Linked DNA regions of Mus musculus: region 2 is linked to region 1. The links are chromatin contacts, called in public promoter capture Hi-C maps. All regions are on one chromosome and are shown on one strand. The core of a region is the stretch at or near the end of the contact, and the rest is flanking DNA. Distances in the headings are between cores, read along the strand shown. Region 1 holds the start of Nom1 (nucleolar protein with MIF4G domain 1). Region 2 holds the start of Mnx1 (motor neuron and pancreas homeobox 1).

Evidence for each region. Capture Hi-C pulls out chosen DNA fragments and counts their contacts.
Region 2: a promoter capture Hi-C map of pancreatic islet shows a contact between it and region 1. The contact joins the promoter of Mnx1 here to the promoter of Nom1 in region 1. A contact is called at or near these places in 3 of 39 promoter capture datasets (the 3T3-L1 cell line, embryonic stem cells and macrophages), 1 of 15 datasets of contacts at CTCF or cohesin (the NIH/3T3 cell line), 5 of 484 Hi-C or Micro-C datasets (embryonic stem cells, extraembryonic endoderm stem cells and muscle stem cells), 8 of 115 datasets of contacts at active chromatin or transcription factors (the 230-238 cell line, the SCID.adh cell line, double positive thymocytes and 2 more) and 3 of 9 other capture datasets (adipose tissue, liver and pancreatic islet).

Annotation. Positions count from the first base shown.
Region 1 is chr5:29,432,623-29,437,066 of GRCm38.p6, reverse strand. It overlaps Nom1 (nucleolar protein with MIF4G domain 1), which reads right to left and starts at 2,400. Exons shown (of 11, transcript NM_001033457.2): 1 at 1,424-2,400; 2 at 1,010-1,137. The coding sequence starts at 2,389.
Region 2 is chr5:29,475,989-29,480,432 of GRCm38.p6, reverse strand. Mnx1 (motor neuron and pancreas homeobox 1) reads left to right here and starts at 1,963. Exons shown (of 3, transcript NM_019944.2): 1 at 1,963-2,848. The coding sequence starts at 2,158.

The DNA.
Region 1 (4,444 bases), core at 1,151-3,650:
CCTGGCTGTCCTGGAACTCACTCTGTAGACCAGGCTGGCCTTGAACTCAGAAATCCGTCTGCCTCCGCCTCCCAAGTGCTGGGATTAAAGGTGTGCGCCACCACGCCCAGCTCATGCATCTTGATATCAGTAGCAGTCACCTAAATCTTCAAACAACAAAACTGCACAGAATCGGTCTCAGTCTCTCTCTTCCTTCTGAGTCCTGGGATTACAGGCACGTACCACCACCTCTAGTTTATGTGGTCTGGCAAGCAAGGGAGGGCTTCAGGCTTTGTTCATGTTAGATGAATACTCTACCAACTTAGCCACACCACTAGCTGTCTCTGTTTTTAACTGTAATCTAGCCTGGAAGTGATCCCTCTAAGGACCTCCCTACTCTGTCTTTGTAATTCCCAGTGATCTACAATAACAAGTTAAGCCACAAAAGAACAATACATAGTTGAAATGTGACAAAATTGGGTTAGGTGCTAGAGGCCAGGACAGTGGTCATCTTTGGGGCTTGGAAGAGGCCCTGAATGAGGCTGAGTGAGGGACACAAAACAAGTGGAGAAGGTTTTAGACAAGTGATTCCAATTTATTTGTTAAGATTAGAGAGCCAACAAGGGAAGGTAAGTGACAAATTCCCACCCATGTGGCTTCCAATGAACCTTCTGATGCTTTATTCTTAAAATGGACAATTAAAAACAGACGGTGCCTCAAGGGCTGAAGACCCTGCTTACCACTAGATGAGTTCACTTCTGCAGGCTAGACCTGCAGACTTCGGCCAGGCCGCTCCTAGGACAGAGTCATGTCCTGTTCCTTTCTGCTTCTCAGAATGACCCTGTGGGTTGTTTTCAAACACGGAAAGGGCAATATCAAACAGTTGAGCATCCTACCTGTTCAAATTTAAGTCCCGTTATGTCAACCAAGAACAAGGATCCAAAACACTGTATAGTCCTAGCCTCCATCATTGGCTTTTCAGATAGTTTCTACAACTAAGTGATAGTGTGTCATATTTCTGTAAGGTTACCTGTTAATTAGGCCTTTAACATGTTTCTTGAGCCTGTCTAGCTCTTCTTTCTTGTGGACATCTATTACCTCCTCGTTCCTCAGCCGAGGAGGGATGTACTTTTCACCACTTTCAACAGAGTGACTCTCCTTGAAAACAGGAATAAAATTGTAAACAAAAATGTACAGTGGAAAATCCGGTATCTTTTGTTGTTGTTGTTGTTACTTACTCCAAACACTAACCCCATGAGAACTTGGAGCAGGGTACTGCTATTTAACGAAGTGAAGCTCTATGATTGCCTAGAATGGCCTGGGTCAGCCTGTCCCTCAGCAGGCTGTGGCTGCTACTGTGTTAGTGCAAATACTGTTCTGTACTCTGCCCCTCACTCCGTTTGGAATGACAGCCCAGAGGGCCTACAGGCTGTTCGTGACATACCTGCTGTTCTATGTCATCTTCCGAAGAGCTTCTGCTCTTTTCTACAACTTCTGCAAAACGCACTTTCTTAGTCCCTTTATTTCCCCGAGTCCCACTTTCTGCTTCTCCTCTCCTTTTCGAGTTTACATCTTCCTGATCCTCCTGCAGCACTTGCCAGTCTGGGTCCTCCTCACTTTCTTTAGAATTGCTCTCTAGGTCACTCTCCAAGACTGTCTGTCCAGTCTCCAACTTTTCTTCCTCCTCTTCCTCGCTGCTTTCGTACAGGCCGCCGCCGCTCCCACATTCCAGGGCCCCCAGGATGTAGTCCAGACCGTCGCGCGCGAAGCTGAGCGGCACCGAGCTACCATCGCCCTTCTTCTTACGCTTGTGGAGGCCGAGGCACCGTTCCAGCTTTCGGATCTCTCGGTCCTCCTCCTCGTTGGCCGCTAGAAGTGCCCGCTTCCGGGCGGTGGCGGTGGCGGGACCAGGCTTTCCAGGAGCACCTTTAGCCTTGGCCTTCGGCTGGGCCGCCGAGGCCTTGGTGTTAGTGGAGGGGGCACTGGCCTTGGCAGGGGTTGCTGTGGCCTTGGCGGGCGTCGGTCTCACCTCAGTGGGCGGTCGTCGAGTCTCCGGGCCATCGTTAAGGCCGACATTCCCCCCTTGGTCCCCTGACCCGGAGCCTACTGTCCTCTGCAGGCGCCGCGCTTTCCTCAGGTGTCGCTTCTCCTTACGAAGCTCCTTGCGGCTCTTTCGGCCGCCGGGCCGGGAGCGCGCCACAGCGCTGCGGCTCTCGCAGGCTTCGCTCTCGGAGGTAGTCCGCACGAAGTCTTCCACGGCCAGCCGCAGCCGTTTCAGGGGACCCTCCCTGCCGCCCAGACCGCGGCGGACGCCGCTACGTTTCAAGAGAGCATGTGCCATTGCTCTACACCACAACTCACAAGCCCCATGCCTATAGACGCCGTTAACTTCCGGGACGTTCCGCGGCATCACTTCCGGAAGGGGCGGGACTTCCGGAAGCGCGCTTCAATGGACTAAAAAGGACGGTGGGAGGTTTCCTCTGCTGGTAGGAGGGTACCAGGTCACAGACACTAGTAGAGTCCTTTAAAATCTGAAGCTCTTGTACTTTGTTTTGGGAAGCACTGAGAAAACCTAGGTATGGCTGTAGCATAAATTTTCACACATCCTTGCATTTTCTTGCGTGCGTGTGTACCCATGAGAAGGCAGTCAATTCTGTTTCTCTGTGTGTTTTTGGTTTTTTTTTTTTTTCTTTTTCTTTTCCTTTTCCTTTTCCTTTTCCTTTTCCTTTTCCTTTTCCTTTGAGATAGTTTCACAGTGGGTACCAAGATGGATGTCTGGCATAAAAATGGAGTTTCTTTAGCCATCACATAGAAATGGTGGCTGAACAGAGCCCGAGAGATTCAGCAAACATTGTTCCTCCACTTTCTGCTTTAGTTCTTACCTCCAGGTTCCTGCTTTGAGTTCTTGTCCTGATTTCCCTCAAAGGTGGACTTGATGTGAAAGTCTAAACTAAATAAACCTTTCTTCCTTAGTTGCTTTTTGGCCTTAGTGCTTATCACAATTACAAATGTTGTGCCCTGAGTCCACGGGAAATCCAGATGAGCTCAAGAATTGCAAAGTCCACTGCAACTCGAAAGAGTCTTTTATTGTTTAAAGTTTGAACTCAGCTCTCCTGCCTCACACTCACTACGTGAATGCTGGCAAACGACCCTGAGTCCAGAAAACACTGGGTTTATATACAGTTTAGTTTAGGAATCCCTACAGAAAAGGGGATTAGAGGGCTGTAATCATTTGGTGGATTGGTAGTGTATCGGGAAGGGGGAGTGTTAATGGGTGTCTGTTCAGGGACTAATTTTATGGCCAGTTGTAACTGTCTGTGACCTGACCTCTGTTTACCTTTTTTCCATGGTCTCCCTTGAGCTTGTTATTTCTCTAAGGTCTCAAAGACAGGCATCTGGAGTTCTGCTGCTTATCAGCAGGAGTGTTGATTTTTGGAGACACAAAGGAGGATGTCTCCTCAGAATGTCTTCATTAAGGGGAGTTTTATGGGTAGTACCATTCTAACGCCAGGGGAAGGGGAAGGAGCCCCGACTGCTGCAGGAGGACACAGCACAGAAACCAGTTGTCTGCATATTGTGCTTGCCCCAGGATAGAGGGAGGATGGGAGCTTCTGGGGGAGGGCAGGGAATGCAGAGGCAAACTGTCTGTACACAACACTGACATCTCTCTAGTATCACTAATTCGGGGGTTACAACACAGAAAGCAAGCTATTGTGATTACTTTCATTGTCAGTCTGACTGGATTTACAATAACCTGAGACACCGAGGCTCCTTTTTAGTTTGTCCATGGGGCATATCTAGCTGGTTAACAGATAGAAAAATACCCATCCCCGATGTGCTTTCATTAATTATCTCATGGGCAGGGTCCAGATGAAATGAAAGGGAAAAGGAGAAAGCCAGGGGGCACTGGAATTGCCCTTGTCTCTGCTGCCTGGGCAGTTGCAGTTGCCACATGAACATTCCATAACACATATTCCTGTTGACATCATCTGAACCACTCTTCCAGGTCTTTCTTTTCATGATGGACAGAGACCATCTGAATGATCCAAAAATAAGTGTCATCTTCATCATTATTATTCTTATGACTCTTCCTTTTCTCCTTTCCCTCTTCCCCCTTCTCATCTTTTTATTTATTTATTTAATGTACATGAGTACACTGTAGCTGTCTTCAGACACACCAGAAGAGGGCATCAGATCCATTACAGATGGTTGTGAGTCACCATGTGGTTGCTGGGATTTGAACTCAGGACCTTCAGAAGAGCAGTCAGTGCTCTTAACCTCTGAGCCATCTCTCCAGCACCAAGTGTGTTCTTCTATAACTTGCTTCTCTCAGGCATTCTGCCACAGAGACACAAAAGCAATGAATAAAAATACAGCCTGTTGAGAGACAGATAGAGGGTCTGTCTGAAGAAGGGATGTCCTGGCTAGTTTTGTGTCAACTTGACACAAGATAGAGTCAATTGAA
Region 2 (4,444 bases), core at 714-3,213, 44 kb before region 1:
GATGGGGGTAGGGCATCCCAGCATCCTTACTTGCCTTAATTGGGCTTCCAAGATAGGAGAACTGGCAGGGAACCACTCATGGAACACAAGTGTTCCTTTAACCCTCTAAAAGGCAGAGCTGCATTTTCATCACCCCAAAGAGACAGCACCTAAAGACAAGAGCTATGTGCTTGTACTATTTTCAGACTAGCTGGAGGCCTTTGCAAAGCTGTGCACAACTTACTCCAAGATGTTCCCCGCTGGGTTCCAGATTTTCCAGCCAGGACCACCCTGTCATAATAAAAACTCCACTCAGCCGAGCATGGTGGCGCACACCTTTAATCCCAGCACTTGGGAGGCAGAGGCAGGAGGATTTCTGAGTTCGAGGCCAGCCTGGTCTACAGAGTGAGTTCCAAGACAGCCAGGGCTAGACAGAGAAACCCTGTCTCCAAAATCAAAAACAAAAACAAAACAAAAACAACAAAAACAAAAAACCTACTCACTCATCCCAACAGAATCACTGCGTTAAATCTCTCCTAAACAAAACTTGTTGACAGGGAAAATATAGTCCTTACTTATATTTATCGTTACCCCCCACCCCCAATCCCTCTTGAAACAGCTTTGCCTGCTACTTTTAAATTCACCCAACAAGGATTGTCCTAGCCTCCTGGCCTTCCCTGGGCCATTTCCGATCTTTTATTAACCTCTCACCTGGTTGGGAAGCCGCGATCCAGAGACCTGGAACTCCCTCCCACTTTCCCCTCGTGTTTGGGGAAGATACCCGAGAATGGAGCTAGCGAGAAAGCTTGATTTCTCAAACTACTTATTGATTCGTTACATTAAAAAAAAAAAGCCCCCGGAAGCGTGTTTACAGTAAATATTTGATATGTGCGCAGGCTGAGGTCTGGATTCACACTTTAATACGGTCTCTGGAAGCCCTTTCTTGATTTTCCTGAACTCGGCCGGCAGGAGGAGGCGAGAGCCTGATAGTGGCTCCCTTAGCCTGCGAACTGGCTCAGTCCGAGGGAGCAGTCCTCGGCCAATTCCCGCAAAGCCTTTTTCCTACACCCCCACAAGGCAAGGCTCTAATAGAACTTGGTTCTCACCTAGGTCCGGCTCAGTGGCACCTGTGCAAACGACCTTCAAGTCAATGTGCATCTCTGAGTTGGAAAACTGCTCTCTCTCCACTCTGACTGAAGATTTGTAGGCTTCAACCTCTAATACCGTATTTATACACACCGAAACCCTACAAACAAACATTTGCGGCGCATGATACTTTTGGGGGAGGGGCAGATAAGAAGGTTCGACCTGCTGAGGGTTAATGACAGGGACGCAAACCATCTTGAAGCAATCAACACTCAGGAACGCGAGAGATTTTGGGAAACCGAACAGTCTTCAGTGTACTAAGCTCAGGGTCCCGTTTTGGGTACCTAGTGGACTTCAGGGGTGAGGACCCACCTAGTTCCTCAGTGCAGAACATTCCACAACTCCCTCAAGGGAGCGCGAGTAGCTGGAGGAAGATAAGGCGTCCGCCTCTGGAGGAACAAGGTGTCAAAGGGACTCGGGGGGCACTCACTGGGACCCAGGGTTACTGGCGCTCACCACTCTCCCAGCAGCAAGGAAGCAGTAAGCTTGTGTTCAGCCTCCAAACTCTCCAACCTGCCTCCTCCGGCCACCTACGCTGTTCACCACCGGCTGCTTAGGACCTGGGGGCGCAGGGGCGGGGCGTCAGGCTAATTGGACCGTGACAGGTGAGCCCCTCGGCCAATCGCCGGGCAGACAGCCCTCCTCGGGCCCCCGCTGAGCGCGCCAATCCCAGACCGCCCTGAGCTTCAAGTGTGCGGAGGGGCGCGGGTCCCCACCAAGGCACCAGTGGCCTCGATGCGGTCGCTTGAGCTCTTGAGAGCAGAGAGCCGGTCTCCCCAACACAAACTCGCAGGAGCGCTCCGGTGGAAGTTCATACCAGTGAGTGGAGCGCGGTCCCCACGAGGACCGCAAAGAGGAGGCGCCTGGACGATGGTCGCTCTCAGCTGAGTTTCCGGCTGCGACTTTATTGGCAAAAAATCGCAGTAACAATACCGGCCCCAAGGCTGGCCACCGCCACGCTCAGTCTCCGTAAGCCCGCACACGACTGCATCGCCCACCCTTGGACCCTGATTGTCAGCTCCAATCGAGCCGATGGAAAAATCCAAAAATTTCCGCATCGACGCCCTGCTGGCCGTGGATCCCCCGCGAGCCGCCTCCACGCAGAGCGCGCCTCTGGCCTTGGTCACTTCCCTCGCGACTACAGTATCTGGTCCCGGCCGCGGCGGCAGCGGCGGCGGGGGGACCAGTAGCGGGGCGAGCCGTAGCTGCAGTCCCGCATCCTCGGAGGCCACTGCAGCGCCCGGTGACCGGCTGAGAGCTGAGAGCCCGTCGCCCCCACGCTTGCTGGCTGCACACTGCGCGCTGCTGCCCAAGCCCGGATTCCTGGGCGCCGGAGGAGGCGGCGGCGCGGCGGGTGGGCCGGGCACTCCCCACCACCACGCGCACCCTGGTGCAGCAGCCGCCGCGGCTGCCGCTGCCGCTGCCGCGGCTGCCGGTGGCCTGGCACTGGGGCTGCACCCGGGGGGCGCACAGGGCGGCGCGGGCCTCCCTGCACAGGCGGCTCTCTATGGACACCCGGTCTACAGTTATTCGGCAGCAGCTGCAGCGGCCGCGCTAGCTGGCCAGCACCCGGCGCTTTCCTACTCATACCCTCAGGTGCAGGGCGCGCACCCTGCGCACCCTGCCGACCCCATCAAGCTGGGTGCCAGCACCTTCCAACTGGACCAGTGGCTGCGCGCGTCTACTGCGGGCATGATCCTGCCCAAGATGCCGGACTTCAGCTGTGAGTACCTGCGCCGCACCCGGACAGTTCTCACGCGCATCCTCCTCTCTCGCACCCCCTTCCTTTTGCTCTCACCTCCTAGCGAGCTGTGGAAGAGCATCGAAGCCTCTGTGGCTCATTCCTGGGCCTGTGAGGCCTCTCGTGGGCCGCACAGAATGAAAGGAGCCTCAAATTATTAAGATGGCCACAAGCAGGCCTTGGCCTCTCTATCTCTCTTAACAGACAGGGGAGGTTGGAGGTGTGAGGCTAAAACCTAAAGAATAACCTGCAAGCTGGACAAGGAAGTGCGCGGAAAGGCTAGCCTCGATTAGGGCAGGTTTTGGGGGTCGCTGAAACCGGGGACTTATCTTGAGAAAATGAACTTTGTCAGAGGTTCCATTATAGGCTATGAAGAGACACATCACTGGGTCCAGAAGTAGCTCTTCCGTGGCCCTTGTAAGGACTCTGCCTTCCTTTGAAGGGCAAGACATTTGCATGTCTCTGTCTCTCTGTCTGTCTCTGTCTGTCTCTGTCTCTGTCTCTGTCTCTGTCTCTCTCTCTCTCTCTGTGTGTGTGTGTGTGTGTGTGTGTGTGTGTGTGTGTGTTGGTGAGGGTGGGCGTCCCTCCAAATGATGTCGAACTGGTCTGTTTGAATATAAGGTCACCGGGTCTATAAATAGAAAGTGCCTGGCTGGGAACTTCAGGTGCTCAACACCTTGGGGAGTTCCTGTCCAAGGTGAGGGCACAAAGGTCCAGTCTTCTGCATCCTCTCTGTTACCCAATAGGGACAACCTTGCGGGAGGGGGGACATTTCCGACTTCCCTGGCACATGCAGCGTCTGTGTAGGGCACCCTGGCTCTGATTTCTGCTCTGTGCCTGACTTGGATAGGGGCAAGCTGCCTTTCCTGAATGGATGGACCAGAAGATGTATATGGCTTTCTCCTGTCAGCCACTCAACACCCAAACAAAGAGACCCCATTGTTTCCGTCTGAGTGGGTTTGTTTAGACTGGGAAGATGCAGGCACTGGAGGGAGAAAAAAAGCAAAAAAGAAAACAGAAATAAACATTTGCCAGAATTCAGATTCCTCTGCTGGAAGCGGTGGTCATGACTAAACAGAGAAAGCTGGGGCCCCAGAGAACCGCAGAAGTAGCAAGGTGGTGAGAGAATCACAGCCTGCGCACTTGTTTGCTCGCAGCCACCCAGGTTTTTCCCAGCTTGGCTCCAAGAAGACTAGCCTTGTTGATCTCAGCAAAGAGGAAAGGCTCCCTTTAACCTCAGTTGGACTGCAGCTCAGACATCTCTGAAATCATTCCTATTCACTAAGTCCTAGGCAGGATCTGTGCCTGGCTGAGGAACCCAGGTTTCAGATGTCCACTATGGCTGGACTTTCCAGGCCTGAGAAGCATAGTGGTCCTGAGAAGAGCTGACCAGTGGTCAACAACAGGCCTCCATAGCTCTGGGTTTACTGGCTACACAAGTGGTCTCTGGGAGAAAAGGGATGTTTTTGTGGAGCCCAGGATCAATCAAAATCCATGTAAGTGGGATCCCTTTGCCAGAATATCCAGCCCATGATGTCTCATGGTGTGGGCATTTAAAGTATGGCCAGGTCTACATTA